2 separate regions of the Rattus norvegicus genome follow, and region 2 is linked to region 1. The links are chromatin contacts, called in public Hi-C maps. All regions are on one chromosome and are shown on one strand. Each heading gives the region's core, a stretch centred on a gene start, on an enhancer-like site or on the middle of the called end of the contact. The rest is flanking DNA. Distances are from core to core; before and after follow the strand shown.

Region 1 (3,178 bases), core at 53-2,552:
GCCTCTCCTCCCATTGATGCCCGACAAGGCCATCCTCTGCTACATATGTGGATGGAGCCATAGGACCATCCCTATGTACTCTTGGGATGGTGGTTTAGTCCTGGGGAGCTCTGTGGGGGTCTGATTGGTTGATATTGTTGTTGTTGTTATGGGGTCACAAACCCCTTCAGCTCCTTCAGTCCTTTCTCTAACTCCTCCACTGGCAACCCCATTCTCAGTCCAGTGGTTGGCTGCGAGCATCCACCTCTGTATTTGTCATAATCTGGCAGAGCCTCTCAGGGACAACTAGATCAGGCTCCTGTCAGCCTGCATTGTCGTGTTTCTAAACAAACAGGGTATGGCTCTCTCCTGTCACTCAGAACGTCTCACTCTTGTCACCTAGGACCTACCACCCACTGACCAGCCTCTTTCCATCATCTCATTGTCTCTCGACTTTCCCGACCCCCACTTTCTGCCTCAAACATCTGTGAAATCCACTTCTTTCAGATGCCGTACACGAGTGTGGTAGAGCATGGCATGAGTGTTCCTGTCTGGCTTATTTTGCTTAGTATAATGAGCTCCATCCAGTCCCATTAATCTCATCTATTTAAGCTGACTTTACTCCAAGAAAACACACACACACACACACACACACACACACACACACACACACACGAAAAGGTTTATTTGAGTTCTTTAGCAAAAAAAAAAAATCACAGTTGACCTCATTGCACACAAGATTTTTCATGCGGGTCATGAATCTGTGTGGTCCAAAGACCCTCGGAATGTGGCTGCAGCTTCTTGTTCTCTGAGAGGGGAAAACTTGACAAGTGCTCAAGTACATTCTTGAGAGCTATCTACATTCCAGCTGGAACAGAATGCCCCTGGCCTGGAGCCAGCCCACCCCACCTCTCCTACCCCATAGACCTGGTTGGAGTGTATAAATGCTGCAGTCCTCAAATGACACTGGAAGTTGGGTCTGGTAAGCCAGAGCCAAGGGCTCCCTATCTCAGCTCACCCACTAGTTTGGCAACATGGGTTTCTATTATCACTTCCTTTCTGAGGTCTCCTCCCAGTATCAACAGAAAACTTGACAGTAACCACAATAATGTCACATCTAAAAACAATACGATACGTGCTATAAAAGTGCAGGGCTAGCCTTCAAAGTCACACTGGCTTCCTACCTCGAAGTTCAGGGTGGCATCTTAGTTCCTAATGCTCTCAGATGTGTTGCTGAAAGTGCTACACTCCGGCTTTCCCTTGTCTATTTCTCCCTGGCCCTGGCACTATGTTGATCTCAGCTCCCTGGACCTTTTAGGCTTCTGAGCTCTGCCTTTGGAATGAGCTTCCGGCAATAACATCAGCTGATTGCTTGGGCAGGGCTATCCCTCCGGGCAGTGGAAAGCCTCTGTGGTTCCTGAGTAGAGAAAGTCTGCTTCCCTGCAGGCCAGCCTACCGATCGATCGTGCACTCACCTAGTCAGGAGATGACTGTATAAAGGCTGTGGTTCAGATATTCATTACTACAGATGGTCAATGTGTTATGTAATTAAAATGTTCATAGTATTACTGTGCAAGTCTGTAATTCCCTTGGGTTCAGGATTTCTCAGGGTGGAATACAGATATCTGAGGGGCTCAAAGTGAGTCTGAATCAGTCAGTGCCCTGGGCAGTGCTTGATTCAGTAACTGTCCCCCACTCTCTTCCTTCCTCTTTCCCTTCCTTTATCCCTTCCTTCTTTACTCCCTTCTTTCCTTCCTAATTTGTAATAGAGACCAACTCCACACACACACTCACACACAATCTATCACCACCAAAACAAACCCACAAAACACACACACACACACACACACACACACACACACACACACACACACACTACCACCACCACAAAACAAAAACAACTTCCCAATATGTTGGGTATAAAAATAGAATGTGGAGGCAGAATAAAAAATTATTGGATTTAAGGAAAAGGAAGATCTGGGGGTACAGTTGCTTTTAGATGGAGAATGGGGAGTTGGGTAGCTGGTTGGTTAGTTAGGTAGTTATTTATTTAGTTAGTTAGTTGGCTAGTTAGTTGGTTGGTTGGTAAGAGATGGGATATTGTTATTATATCCAAGTTGATCTCAAACTCCTGAGATCATGTGGTCCTCCTGCCTCTATCTGCTACAGAGTTGAGTCTGTATGTCTGTGCTGCGGGTGGGGGTGAGGAACTTTTCAAACATCAAGGAAAGGTAATCATTCAGAGGGGTGACTCTTCAGTGAGTGTGGAACAAGAAAGCATACTGTGGGATACTTCTAGGTAGGATTACAGAGTTAGCTCATGCTGAAATATTACAGAAATAGCTCATCCTGAAAATACAAAGAGAAGACTTGGTAAGGGTCAGGGTGAGACTGCTCTCACGCCTGTCTTCTCTTACTCGCTGCACCACTTTCTCCTCTTTATCCTTCTTCTCCCTCCACCTTTCCTTCCCCTCTTCCATTTCTCCACCATCGTCACTCCCATCTACCCCACAAAAACAAATAACATGATCGGGACTGACTGAGGCTAAACGTACAGTAAGTTCTAGGCCTGTGTGCTCTGTGCAGACTTCATATGGTCCCTGAAAGTGTTTCAGGAAGTCGATCTCTGGGAAGAAAGACTTCAGGAGCACAGAAAATCAATGATAAATGGAGTGGCTCAAGGTCACAAGAACACACTGTTCCCTCTGAATCTCAGAAAGCTAGGGTCTTCCTGTACAGGCTTTTGCATTTGGAAGCCTAGAAATCTGCATGTTCTGGAGGTCAAAGGGGCTCTCTCTCCGAAGAAGAGAGAGGGGACGTCCATATTTAAGTGTTTAAGCAAAAAGAAAGATTTCATAAGAAGTCTCCAAATGAACTCTAAGGTAAGGCAGATGCTGAGGTGGGCAGAGTGTCCATCTGGGAGACAGCAGGAAAGCTTTATGTTGGAGAAGAGGGACTGGGCTCCCACGAGGTCTTTTCTTTCCTAGGAACTCCACTATCGACTTTCCCATGGCTATATCCTGCCTTCTGCCCAGCCTCTAGGTCAGCCTGGCTTCCTGTGGGAGTTGATCCCTAGGGGTCTGGAATCCCCAATCATATCTCTTCCTTAAAGACAGGACCTGGCACAACACTCCACACTGTATGGCTGTGCCACTCAGGGATGTAACAAGAGATTCAAGGGCGTACCTCAAACCTGGGC
Region 2 (3,070 bases), core at 420-2,919, 56 kb after region 1:
AAGATTAAAGAGCATTGTTTAAAGTATTTTCTGAAAAAGCTAAGGAACCAGGATCCCCAGAAATCCAATTCTGAGTTTGGATTTTCTACTGCTTGGTGCATTCAAGGAGGTTTTGTTGTTTTTGGTTTTTGTTTTTGTTTTTGTTTCGTGAGGATTTACTGATTCCTGAAAACATTGTCAGTAACATGATAGATTTTCTTTTAATGGACCTAATAGTACCTTTCTTTTACCTCTTAAGAAAAAAAAAAAACTCTAACAGATGATAAAGCCCACAGAATTTCACAAGGAGAACTAAGGAGGAGAGAGAAAGCAGAATGATGGACCCCTAGACTAACCTGGATTGGCCAGTGAGACTTTCTCTAGGCTAAGGAAAATGAGAAAGAAACATCTGACACGTTGTACTACAGATTCTGCTCGCCCACCAAGAGTGCCTAAGATCAAGAAATCCAGTGACAGTCACTGATGCAAACATGGGAAGAATTTCAACTAGTTTAACCATTATGGAGATCGGCACAGAGGTTTGTCAACAATTAAAAACAGAACTACGGTAAGGAAGACCTACCCATGCCAATTCAGAGTGTATACTGCAAAGATTGCATGTCCTACCACACGTGGGCTTGCAGATCCGTGTCTACGGCTGCACAGCTTGAGATACCAAGGAAATAGAAAAGAGGGACGGACCCTGACAGGGTGGCGCACATCGGAATCATCTTGCATTGCACAAAGGGATTATATTCATCTGTGTAGAACATTGAAATCATGAAAATGGCAGGAAAAAGGATGGATCTAGAAAGCATTCTATTAACCAAAGCAACAGGCTCAGAAAGAAAAGCATCTACTGTTTTCTCTCATATGTAGACCTGAGTTGATATTGTTCATAAGCCTGAATGCAAGTGTGTGTGTGTGTGTGTGTGTGTGTGTGTGTGTGTGTGTGTGTGTGTGGGATATGGACATAAACCATGAAACTAGGAAGGAGCTCAGGAGAAGAGATTTGGGGAAAATGGTGAGACCTATAGGGTACAGGAGATGTGAGAGCAGAAAGTGGGGGGTGGGTAGGAGTAGACAGAGCAGTACTAGGAGAGGGAGGTGACAGAGGACAGGGAGGAAGGGACACGGAATCAACAAAGACGTTTGATTTAAAAAAAATCACTGCAAAATGTATGCTAGTTAGAAATTTTTAAAAATTGAAACTTAAAAAAAAATCTTATAACTTTTAGGGGAAAGAGAAGCTGGAGTCTGTAGTAACAACACACACCTCACTCCCTAGCAACAAGGAAGGCAGGACGAACATGTTTTTACCAAAGTGTTTGTTTTCCAAACACACGGGTGAACTCAGATAGCTACCTTCTTTGTCAGAATCAGTCATCTGCACTCTTGCTGTCAACCAGAAAATCCGAAGCGGGTGCCTGGGTTAGCTGTCTAGACTAGAGCTATCTCCCTGGGCAGGAGCTGAAAGATGGGAAGAGGGGCGGCTTCAGTGGTGATGGCTGTGGGCGGGACAGGCAGCCACTCTCTAGGTCCTTCTTTACCCAAGGGCAAGCTGCCAAGGCTCCGGGTCACTGGGCGGAGGCCACATTGCAGAGAACAGCTGGCGGGGGCCTGTCTGGCACCGCTTGGCTTGCACTTCCTCAGCTCTTCTTTTCACATACAAACCCCGTTGCCTCCGGCCATTGGCCGGGCTCAGAGACTGGGCAGGGTCAATAATTTTAATGCAGACTCAACAGCCCTGCTCAGTAGAGTGTGAATCAGCTTCGAAGATGCCAACTTCCCCTCCCACTGACCCAGGGTAGCTGGATGCTCAGAGAGACAGAGGCCACCTCCATATCACGAGCCAGCAGAAAATGAGGCATGCCGTGTTCAGAGACTAGGAGGACGATGGTCTGAAAATTCTTTTCTATTCATGAAAAGTAAAAATATATGTGTTAAGGGCCTTTCAATTAACAGTAAGAATGTATGCGGCTCATTAGATCTCTTGTTTATTATTTTGTCCCTTACGTGTATGACTGTGTGGGTGAGCACCACATGCTATGCCGTGCTGGCAGAAGACTGAAGAGAGTAGTGGGTCTCCTGGAGCTAGAGTTCTGAGTGGTTGTGAGCTGCCCAGCATGGATGCTGGACAGAGAACTCGAATCCTCTGGACGAGCAGCATGCACTCTTAACCACTCAACCATCCATAGGTGAACGCTGTGAGTGGGGGTCGAAACAGAGACCATCCAAGCTGCCTGCACAATAGCCGAGAAGCAATTGCCTCTTGTATATTGTCCGTGTGCTTTGCCACCAATCAGCATGAGCGTTGAATACCACAGAGATTTCTCTTTTATTAATTAATTTATTTATTTTACATCTCAATCAGAGCTTCCCCTCCCTCTCTCCTTCCAGTCCCTCCTTCTCATCAGCCCTTCACTCTATGCCCCGCCTCCTTTTCTCCTCAGAGAAGAGGAGACCTCCCATGGATGTCAAGATTCCCACTTGGCATATCAAATTGTAGAAGGCATATCAAGTTGTAGTAGGGCTAAGAGCCTCTTCTTCTATTGAGGCTAGACAAGGTTGTCCAGTTAGGGGAAAGGGAGCCAAAGGCAGGCAATGGAGTCAGAGACAGGCGCTGCTCCTGCTGTTAGCGGTCCCACGTGAGGACTAAGGTGTACACCTGTTACATATGTTAGCACAGAGATTTCTATCGAGCATTTTATTAAATAGATAAAATTTTATAGTATCATGTAGAAGTCATAGGTGGCTAATCAACTAACATACTTGGTGCGCTCTACGGGTCCTGCTGGCAGACGCTGTAATTCAGTTGTGGAATTAACAAAGAATTTTCAGTCTCATCTTTATTCTGGAAGTCAAGGCCAGTGCTCTGGCACTGGATAAACTCGGGAGGAAATGTCTGGAAGGAACATGGCAAGTTAAGACCGACTGAGGATAAGACCAGACAGTCACGTGGCTGTCCTTTGGCACAGAGTCTTGTGTTGAACAGAGAGAGGGGAAGTCCCCAATGCCTGAATCCTTACTGAGCGCACAGCCATCTGCGGCAGCCTTTGACTGATCCGTTTTCCTCAATGCAAACCACCAC

What was found. Hi-C and Micro-C count contacts between places; a contact is called where the count stands out from the background.
Region 2: a Hi-C map of kidney shows a contact between it and region 1, with 6 times the contacts expected there. The contact joins two enhancer-like sites. A contact is called at or near these places in 4 of 12 Hi-C or Micro-C datasets (the A7r5 cell line, hepatocytes, kidney and 1 more).

The regions. Positions count from the first base shown.
Region 1 is chr9:91,315,134-91,318,311 of GRCr8, forward strand. The region is part of intron 1 of Col4a4 (collagen type IV alpha 4 chain); the gene reads right to left. It overlaps LOC120094721 (a long non-coding RNA gene), which reads left to right. Exons shown (of 3, transcript XR_005489243.2): 3 at 1-1,250. Among named protein-coding and RNA genes, the nearest start is that of Col4a4, 6.9 kb to the right of the region's middle. Within about 2 kb of position 1,303, at least 17 of the 93 cell types and tissues checked have an H3K27ac peak or open chromatin away from gene starts, as enhancers often do. A contact at or near this core is called in kidney, where this site is marked.
Region 2 is chr9:91,371,187-91,374,256 of GRCr8, forward strand. All of the region lies in intron 1 of Col4a3 (collagen type IV alpha 3 chain), which reads left to right. Among named protein-coding and RNA genes, the nearest start is that of Col4a3, 49 kb to the left of the region's middle. Within about 2 kb of position 1,670, at least 29 of the 93 cell types and tissues checked have an H3K27ac peak or open chromatin away from gene starts, as enhancers often do. A contact at or near this core is called in kidney, where this site is marked.